Regions from separate parts of the Sus scrofa genome. Here regions 2 and 3 are each linked to region 1. The links are chromatin contacts, called in public Hi-C and promoter capture Hi-C maps. All regions are on one chromosome and are shown on one strand. Each heading gives the region's core, a stretch centred on a gene start, on an enhancer-like site or on the middle of the called end of the contact. The rest is flanking DNA. Distances are from core to core; before and after follow the strand shown. Region 1 holds the start of MFSD4B (sodium-dependent glucose transporter 1). Region 2 holds the start of CDK19 (cyclin-dependent kinase 19). Region 3 holds the start of AMD1 (S-adenosylmethionine decarboxylase proenzyme).

The links. Promoter capture Hi-C pulls out the DNA fragments that hold promoters and counts their contacts. A called contact is a pair of places that touch in the nucleus more often than the background predicts.
Region 2: a contact with region 1 is called in a promoter capture Hi-C map of liver, with 2.8 times the contacts expected there. The contact joins the promoter of CDK19 here to the promoter of MFSD4B in region 1. A contact is called at or near these places in 1 of 5 promoter capture datasets (liver) and 1 of 47 Hi-C or Micro-C datasets (heart right ventricle).
Region 3: a contact with region 1 is called in a Hi-C map of embryonic fibroblasts, with 2.4 times the contacts expected there. The contact joins the promoter of AMD1 here to the promoter of MFSD4B in region 1. A contact is called at or near these places in 1 of 47 Hi-C or Micro-C datasets (embryonic fibroblasts) and 1 of 2 datasets of contacts at active chromatin or transcription factors (alveolar macrophages).

The regions. Positions count from the first base shown.
Region 1 is chr1:77,157,952-77,160,908 of Sscrofa11.1, forward strand. MFSD4B (sodium-dependent glucose transporter 1) reads left to right here and starts at 1,400. Exons shown (of 5, transcript XM_003121369.4): 1 at 1,400-1,754. The coding sequence starts at 1,704.
Region 2 is chr1:76,791,935-76,794,891 of Sscrofa11.1, forward strand. CDK19 (cyclin-dependent kinase 19) reads right to left here and starts at 1,542. Exons shown (of 12, transcript XM_021091172.1): 1 at 1,099-1,542. The coding sequence starts at 1,226.
Region 3 is chr1:76,837,947-76,840,903 of Sscrofa11.1, forward strand. AMD1 (S-adenosylmethionine decarboxylase proenzyme) reads left to right here and starts at 1,502. Exons shown (of 9, transcript XM_003121345.6): 1 at 1,502-2,221. The coding sequence starts at 2,112.

The DNA.
Region 1 (2,957 bases), core at 150-2,649:
TTAGGATCTCAGATTCCTCACATAAATGTGTGGGTGGATGGTGGTACCAGCATGCAATGTCACAGAGTAGGAACAGATTTATTGAGGAAAATGACAAGCTCAGTTTTAGGTCATAAAGATAAAATACTGTGAAGCTTGATACTCCTACAACATATTTTTGGTTTTATTAAATTCGTATGCCAGTAAGAGTGTGTTGCTCAAGTTCAAACTCCTTAGTATGGCATATAAAGCCCTAAATAATTTGAACCTAATCTGCTTCTCCCATATCACCTTCTATTCTCTTTACTATACATATATACCTTTTGTCTCCACTACATTAAATTTTTCTCAAAGAGATAGTCAGTCCCTGACTCTGAAACACTAAGACAGGTTCTCTTAAATCATACTATCTGTGCTTTCTGAGGTAAATTGGGAAGGGCTTAATGCCCAAATGGATGGGGCTGGAGAAATGGGTTGCAAGGGAAATGATGATGAGACACAGGTGTGTATAATCTGGGAGCCTAAGTGGATGAAAGGCTGAGTAATCAGGTGGAAAAGAACATTTTAGATAGATGATAAAGAAAAATATTTACGAATTGTGAGGCTGTGGTCTATTTGGTCAAAGAGCAAAACGCTGGGGTAGAATACCTAAGACAAAGCTGTAGCTTCTCCGCTGGCATAACCTTATTCAGGGATTCTGCAAATTGAAGCTCTGCCCCTACTTCCTTACAACAATGGAAATATTTGTAGGGACTGGGGCGAGAGTGTGCTTGTGACTGCAACTTGGGTTCCAAATTTCTATCCTGAGCTACTGTTAACACTGTTTATGCACAACCACAGATTCGCTGATTGACCTTGGGCAAATTGCTACTTTCTATGACTCAAGTGTCCTATCTGTAAAATCAGGATAACATGTATTTTAGAGTGAGGATCAACTGAGATAATACAAGTGAAAGCTTACATACGTGGTTCAACAAATGTTGAGGGGTGACAGATGAACGACAAATCAATAAACGACAAATCTCAAAGGAACTGGGGCAGCAATTTTAGAAAGTCGTACAAGGGACAGACCTGGGATTCCCTCTACTCCCAGGAGACCCCGGAGAGCCGGCGCGAAGACATAACTAGCATTTCTTGGCCCCTATTTCCTCCTAACGGCTTGGCTGCATCGTACCTCCTGATTCTTCTGGTCCCAGGCTGCAGCTGTAGCTCGCTCCGCCTCGGGGCGCCCGCCTGCAGGGCCTCTGCGGGCTCAGCCAAGAGAGACGCTGAACCCTGAGCGCTGTGTCCGGTCTCCAGGGCAACCCTATCAACTTCCGGTTTGCTGTGAGGCCGCGGCTGGCAAGAGGCCACATTTCCGCCACGTGACCCGCGCAAGCGTCCTGCGCAAGAGAGAGCGTGAGTCCGCAGCCTGTGACACCTAGCGCGTTCCGAAACTGGACGCCAGGGCCCTAACTGGGGCCGCCCCCGGGGAGGTGGCGCCAGCCCGGACCGCTGGGTCTGGAGGCGCCGGATTGGGACAGGGCTCGGAGTTCCCGAGGCTCCGCTGAGAAGCCGGGCGGCAGCAAGATCGCTGCTCACGAACAGCCACACTGGAGCTGGAACTGGAACCCCATGGGGCCGGGGCCCCGGCTGCCGGGCAGCGGCTCCTCCAAGCCGAGGCCGCGGCGGAGAATGAGCAAGAGGCGGTGGTGGGCTCCCGGCGGAGCGACCGGGCCGGGAGCATGCTGCGCTGGTTCATCACCGTCCTCTTGTGTGCTGCCTTCCTGGGGCTGGTGAGAGCGGGGGCTGGAACCTTCCCGGGCTGAGGCGTGAGCAGGTGTCCTGCAGAGAACGCGACCTTCCGAGCCGGTGTCTTGGCCGCTTGCAGACTGTTTGACCTTGGGTGTATTAATCTACCCGAGCCTCAGTTTTGTAATCTGAAAAATGGGCACAGAATTATAGAGGTTTATTGTCAAGTGTGAAATCGATTTTCGTAATATATTTTCCAACTCCAGCAAACCTTTCTACCTCTCCTCCGTGGGATTAGGGGCAATGCAAAAGGGGTTGCTGGTCTATATTCGCTGCCCTCAACCCTCCCGCACCAAACCAACCCCCAAATTATTTCACAAAGTTGCTTTTCCTTTTGCCTCCATCTCGGCTGACCAAATTCAACCCTCATTTTTGCAGCCTGGGGAAACAGGCCCGGGAAAGTGACTTTTTCGGACCATACGGCTGGTTAAGTGGTTGAGCCAGGAATGCCGTCTCTTATCCTGCCTACAATTTTTACCTAAAACAAATTTGCAGATCCTTCAGTGTTTTTCTTAGAACGAATTGCAAGACTAGAAGCGTCTTTTGCCAAACCCCTTGGCCACCCCGCGATTACCTTTTTTACCCCCTAGAAACCTCCCTTGGTCATCTGTCCTAAATATTGGTATCCTGGGTAGTTGGGAGGGTGAGTCCTCTGAGCAGCATCTCTCCTGGTCACATAGTACCTTTTTCTAAGCCACACTTGATTCTTAGAGTGTTTGTATTTGAAGAAAAGTCATTGCAGACGCTGTGCCAGGTCCTGTTAACTGCTTTACAGGCGGGTACTAATTTGAGTAGAGCTGGACTCAGCCTTCACTCCCTGCCAGCCTTTAGTTGAGGACTGCGCCCGCTGTGGGGGGGGGGGGGGGGGGGGAAATACAGCAAAGCGTGCAACTAGAATCACTTAGTCTTGAAATGTAGGCCAATTGGAAACATTTTCTGTGTGTGCGTGCATGCAACGAATTTCCTATAAAAGCCAGATGTAACCCCTAATTCTGATATTCGGAGTTCTCGTCGTGACACAGGGGAAATGAATCCGACTAGGAACCATAAGGTTTCGGGTTCGATCCCTGGCCTTGATCAGGGGTTTAAGGATCCGGCTTTGCCGTGAGCTGTGGTGTAGATTGCAGACACGGCTCAGATCCTGCGTTGCTGTGGCTGTGGTGTAGGCCAATGGCTACAGCTCTGAT
Region 2 (2,957 bases), core at 292-2,791, 370 kb before region 1:
ACACTTTGATCGTCTTCAAACACTAAGTGGGACAGGCAGATGTTCCCCGGCTCCCTAACTCTGGGGAAGTGGAATTTCTGCCAGGATGGGCCCTGCGGTGATGACTTGTTTAAACCTACCCTTCTCAGGCAGGGAGCTGGTTCCACCTGTACTGGAGAGCCCTGTGCCCTCCTAAGAGAACAATCAGGACGGGCTTCCTATGATTTTCTTTCAAGTCCAAGGAAAACAAGGGTTCTGGCCCAACTCCGTGCCACTTGAATTCCGTTATGGGTAATCTAGGTGCCCAATAAACCGCAGCACGCAGCCACTTGGCAGAGGATGGAGTGGAGAACCTAAGAATACCCAAGGGGAGGCTGCTGGAGGATGGGATGGGTTACCACACCGAACTCTTAAGTTCTGCGGGCAAAACCTGGTTGGTCTCTCAGAAGGTCTACATTCAAGGGAAGGTGCGGAATGGAGAATGTGAGAAAGCAAGATCGGAGGTGGGCGAAGCGAGGTGGAGAAGTGGCCGGGTTTTCCACAGGGACTGAAGGGACTGCGCGGAGGGGCCAGAGCGCTGGCTCGCCCCCAGGGAAAAGGTGCCCAACGGCTCAGACCCGTGAGGCTGGCGAGGACCCAGGCACTCGGCAGCCCGACGGAGACCTCGGCGAGGTTTCAAACCTCCGCCCCCGGGAGGCGCTCAGCCGATTGGAAGTTCCACCACGACCGTCACCAACCGAGGGCCAGAGCGGCAACTCCTCCGCAAGGCTCTCCCAGACCTCTGCGTCTCCCCCGGAGACCAAAGCCCCACAAACTCCACATCCAACCGAGGTCCCAACTCGAGTCCCGCCGCCAGTTCCATGCACGCGGAGGGTGCCCTCCGGGACGAAACCGACACCCCGCGACGGGGCTGCGCCGCAGGAGTTTGAGGGGCGCGACGGGGCCCGCGCGAGCGGGCAGAACCCGTGTCCCTCAGAGTCCGCCTCGGGACGCGGCCCCGGGACCACGTCCGCCTCGCCCCCCGGGCTTGGCCCGTCCGGGCTCCGACCCACCCATCCCGCGCGGTCGCGGGCAGGGCGAGGACCCGAACGAGCCTACTCCCCCCGCCCCTGCTCTTACCCATCTTTTCGCCTCGCCTTGTAGACGTGCCCGTAGGTGCCGCGTCCCACTTTGCACCCTTCGTACTCAAACAAATCCTCCACCCGCTCCCGCTCCGCCGCCAGCTTCGCCTTGAAATCATAATCCATTGTCTGCTTTCCCCATAGAGGCACCGGGACGCGGGGGCCGCCGCCACTCAGTCCCTCCTCCTCCTCCTCCTCCCCCCCGCGACCGCCGCTCCACTTCTCCAACAACCGCCTCTGGGGCGCGCGCGCGCCGCCCGCCGCCCGGCAGTCCGCCTTCAGCAAGGGACTCCTCGGCGGCCACGGCGGCCACCTCCTCCACCTCCTCCTCCTCTGCGGCGGCGGCGGCGGCGGCGGCAGCGGCGGCGGCTGCGGCTCCTACAGGCACCCTCAGTCCCGCCTCCCCCTTCATTTCCTTGTTTTGGAACCTGGTGGGCCGCGCCGCGGCTTCCTCGAGCTCATTAACGAACCATCCCTCCCGCCCCCGAGGCCGCGGAGACTCCTGGGAAATGTAGTTCCATAAACCTCAGGAACAGTTGAGTGATGCGGTAGAATGAAATACAATACCCAGGTTACCTTGGGCCGCTACAGCCCCGCCTCTACAAGACATGCACGCTTGCGCACTGAGGCCGCCCCTCCCCCCTCAGGTAGCTTTGGACTGCTAGTTCCTGTGAAGGTAGAAAGTGCAAACTTGCAGTGTGCTTTCTGCGAGTCTGTGGAAGCTGGTGGAAAGAAGGTCCTTTTTCTGGTGTAAGGAAGGTACTCTATTATAACTGCCCCCAGGAGAGGAGGAGAGTGGAAAGTATTTAACAAGGGCTTTGCCCACGAGTTTCCTCCAGTGGTTTGCTAGACGAGGACTGTGGTGAGAGCAGTTGTACTGCAGATTGTTGTTTGTTTTTGGTGGCAGTTGGTCCGCCTCCCGCCCCGTCCCGCATCCAACAGCTCATTGGCGGAGACTTAAGAATGACGTCCTCGTTGGTGCGTGGGTATCCCTGCTTTGGCTTCTTTCCGGCTCTTGATTGGTAATTGGATGTGCTAGGTTCTTTCTGATAGGTTAATCTTTTTTCTTTGCGGTGCAAAAACCGTATTTCAAAAACTGAACTTTTAGCGGTTTCCTGGTTCTACCGTCGGCGTCGGCCTGAAAACCTGTAACTTAAAGGTCCTAGCAGCCAATCATCCTTGGCGCTCTAGTCGTAGTCTTCTCCTAACATAAGTGATTCCCGTAGCCAAGCTTTTGGCCAACTGTCTGAGGACTATTAAAGTGCCTGCAGGATGCAGCAATTTAAAAACAATCATTTGTATTGGATTGTAAAGAGTGTCTTAAGGTTTATGCCTAACAGTGACGTTTTCCTAGAATGTTTAAATCTCCTTAAGGTGAATGTTGGTTCATTATTGCGTGCCTAAAACGTATCAGATGCTTGGGATACAATCTTAAAAATCATTGGTGCTATGATAGGACTTAACATACCACATTCAGTGAAAGCACAAGAGGAGGAAATAGTCAATTCTACCTAATGTGGTAAGGAAAGTTAAGAGTGACTTGCCTGCTAGGTTTTGGAAGAAACTTGGAAAACTGGATGGGGAGGGGGTTCATTTATTTATTACAACAGTAAGTTTCCTGGAAAATTTCCTCAGATCTTGAAGTAAATCGTGAAGTATCTGAGTGTCTGTTATTTCCAGGTACTATGGTAAGTGCTGCAGATAACCAGCTAAAATTGGTCTTTTCCATCCGGAGATTAAAACGTGTTAAAGTAAACATGCAAGCAAATTAAAAATAAACTGTGGGGAGTTCCCCTTGCAGCTCTGAGGTTAACGAATCTGACTAGCATCTATGAGGATGCAGGTTCAGTCCCTGGC
Region 3 (2,957 bases), core at 252-2,751, 320 kb before region 1:
TAATTAACAAAGACTTACCTTGCCAAGATTCTTGGCACTTTTATATTCACTTAAATTGCATTGGGAAAAAGCATAATAGTAATTGAAAAGCAACTAATTATAAGCAATTACAAGCCAAATTATGTTTATACCACAATTAGTGTTTGAGGTGGTTTAGTAGACTGATTCTTCATTTCAATAAGCAACCATCAAATAACTGAATAGCTTGTAAAACACATAAATACTTCTTTTATCTTTATTCCAAGTATAACCACCACATTCTTTGAATTATTATAATAAGCAACATTCATTATCTTTTGTCCCAATCCCCAGTTTGAGTTGGATGCTTTTAAAAACATGGCAAGAGTAGCATATGTACCCACTGCATAACATAGCTTCTTTCAACAGCAAAGTTTGACGGAGAAATATGAACAAATTCATGTTGTTGTAAAACAAGTACTACCCTGCAGGGAATCTAGAGTACAAACCCAAACTACTTCATTAAGTTTTTCACACATAACAACGTTGTCTTATTTCACTTGTAGCTGAGGAAATTCTCTAAGGACGGTGAGTCTTTTGTCTTGTAACAATGGTGATTTTTATGTCAGATTGTTTTTACCATATTTCAGAATAAAAGTCACAACTTTGTTTCCACAATTTTGCCACCTCGTTATACAGTTTGACTACGACTTCACAATTTTTACACTTTACTTGATTATTGAAACTATAGATTCATGAGTCTAGTGATCACGACTAGTGATAGCCCTGAATCCCTGTTAATATCCGTGCAATTTCAGATTATACTTATTATTTTTATTGATTCTTTAAATCTTATAGTGCGTCACAATTTTCATGTTTCTAACAGATGACTTCATATAATTCCATAATTCCTTTTTTCCTCCTTTACCCCCGTATTGCTCCAAGCAATAATAACTCCTTTCCCCTCCTTTTGATGCAAACAATTTCAGGTTATATTTAATAAATCAGGTTCTAGAAATAGTTTTGCAGAAGAAATTCCCACCAGTTGACCTAATTGAGCACGGAGTTGCCAGTGCTTCACGGCAGCTACTGTGCTCCGCCAACTCCGAGGCTTGGCGAGCCACATGGTGGGAGGTAGGTAGAGCCGGAGTCCTTCAAGGCTGGGCGCCACGTTGCTTTTCCCTTTTTGAATAGGGAGACAGCGCTTCTGGCTATTGTGTAAAACGGTAAGAGAACTGCGTTCGTTCGCACATCAGCAAAAGCGTGAGCAGAATTAAAGCGCCTTCTAATTCGACCCTTGGCAACATGTGCGTCACGGACAAACGTGGAGTTTTAACGCCTGGCTTCGGTGGCCTTAGGGAAGTACACTTTAGAGAATGGCTGAGTACCTCAGCGATCGCGGCGAAGTGCACAGGATCAAAACCACCACGCCATCCCAGCAGTGGCCACCGCCCCCGCCGAACCCCGCCAACCCTCCAGAGGACCCACCCATGTTCCCCGCTAGCCAGTTGTTTTACGCAGCGCTACGCAGCCTTTCCTCACTCCGTCCCCGCTCTGCCACTCTCTCCACATTCGACCCCCGATTCCTAGTCCCCAGCCGGACAACAGAGTACCGTCTCCCGCCCAGGGGCCACCCCGAAATCGAACCGCAGGGACACGGGCCGCTCCCCGCGCTCCTCGCAGGCGGGCGGCTAGCCAGCCGCAAATGGGCGGCTGGTGATTGACAGGAGACTGGAGCTATGAGCCGCGGGGGAGGGACGTTACGTCACTTCCTGGCCTCTGGGGGTAGACGGAGTATATAAATTCCCGACTCACGCAGCGCCCTCGCTCCCACAGTATGGCCGGCGACATTAGCTAGCGCTCGCTCTACTCTCTCTAACGGGGAAACAGCGGACTACAAGAGACTGAGCTGTATCTGCCTCTATTTCCAACAGACTCACGTTCAACTTTCGCTCACACACACAAAAAAAAAAGCCGGGAAAATTTTATTAGCCCTTTTTTTAAAAAAGTTAATATAAAATTATAGCAAAAAAAGGAACCTGAACTTTAGTAACACAGCTGGAACAATCCGCAGCGGCGGCGGCAGCGGCGGGAGAAGAGATTTAATTTAGTTGATTTTCTGTGGTTGTTGGTTGTTCGCTAGTCTCACGGTGATGGAAGCTGCACATTTTTTCGAAGGGACCGAGAAGCTGCTGGAGGTTTGGTTCTCCAGGCAGCAGCCCGACGCAAATCAAGGATCTGGGGATCTTCGCACCATCCCAAGGTGGGTGCTCGGGGCTCTCGCCCACTGTCGGGTATGGGGTCTGTCGCCGCCTGGAAGGCAGTAGCCCTAGGCAGAGAGGGGGCGGGGGCTGGATTCCCGCAGCCTTCTGGTGGGGGCAGGTCCGTGGGCGGGGGTCGTTTTGTGGCCTTGGCCTGGGCCCCGGCGCCGGGGGGAGAGGCCAGGTCCACGCGGAGCCCGAGCCGGCTTCTCCCGCCACCGTTGCCCGGCCGGGCGCTGCCCGGGGGAGGGGAGGAGGCCGGCGCCGCCGCGTGCTCAGGTAACGTCCCCGGCGCGGCGTGTGGGACGGCGTGCAGCGCCGCTCGGGGTGCTTTGGCTGCCCTCGCCTCCCGACTTCCCCCCCACCCGCCCCGGAGTAGGTTGTCGGGGCCCGGGGTGGGGTGCCTGGCGCCGGGGGGTGGGCGCGTGCTCCCTCCAGGCAGGTGTGGCTCGGCGGGCTTAGTCAGGCGCTAATTCGGGCGTGCCCGCCTCTGGAGTGGAAGAGGGAGGGAGCGGGTCGGGAACAGAGGAGGGAGGGGGCTGATCGGGAGTCGGACTCTTTCTCTCCGCTTGAGGCGGGAGGAGGGGGCCTGCCCGGGCAGAGGGGCTGGCGAGCAGGCCTCCCGCCCGCGGTCGGCGCTGGCAGCATGTGGCGCCCGGCCGGCGGGGATTGGGCGGGAGCAGTGGTGTCGCAGTGGCTGGGCCCCACCGCCGCCCTAACGCGCTCTGCACCAAGCCT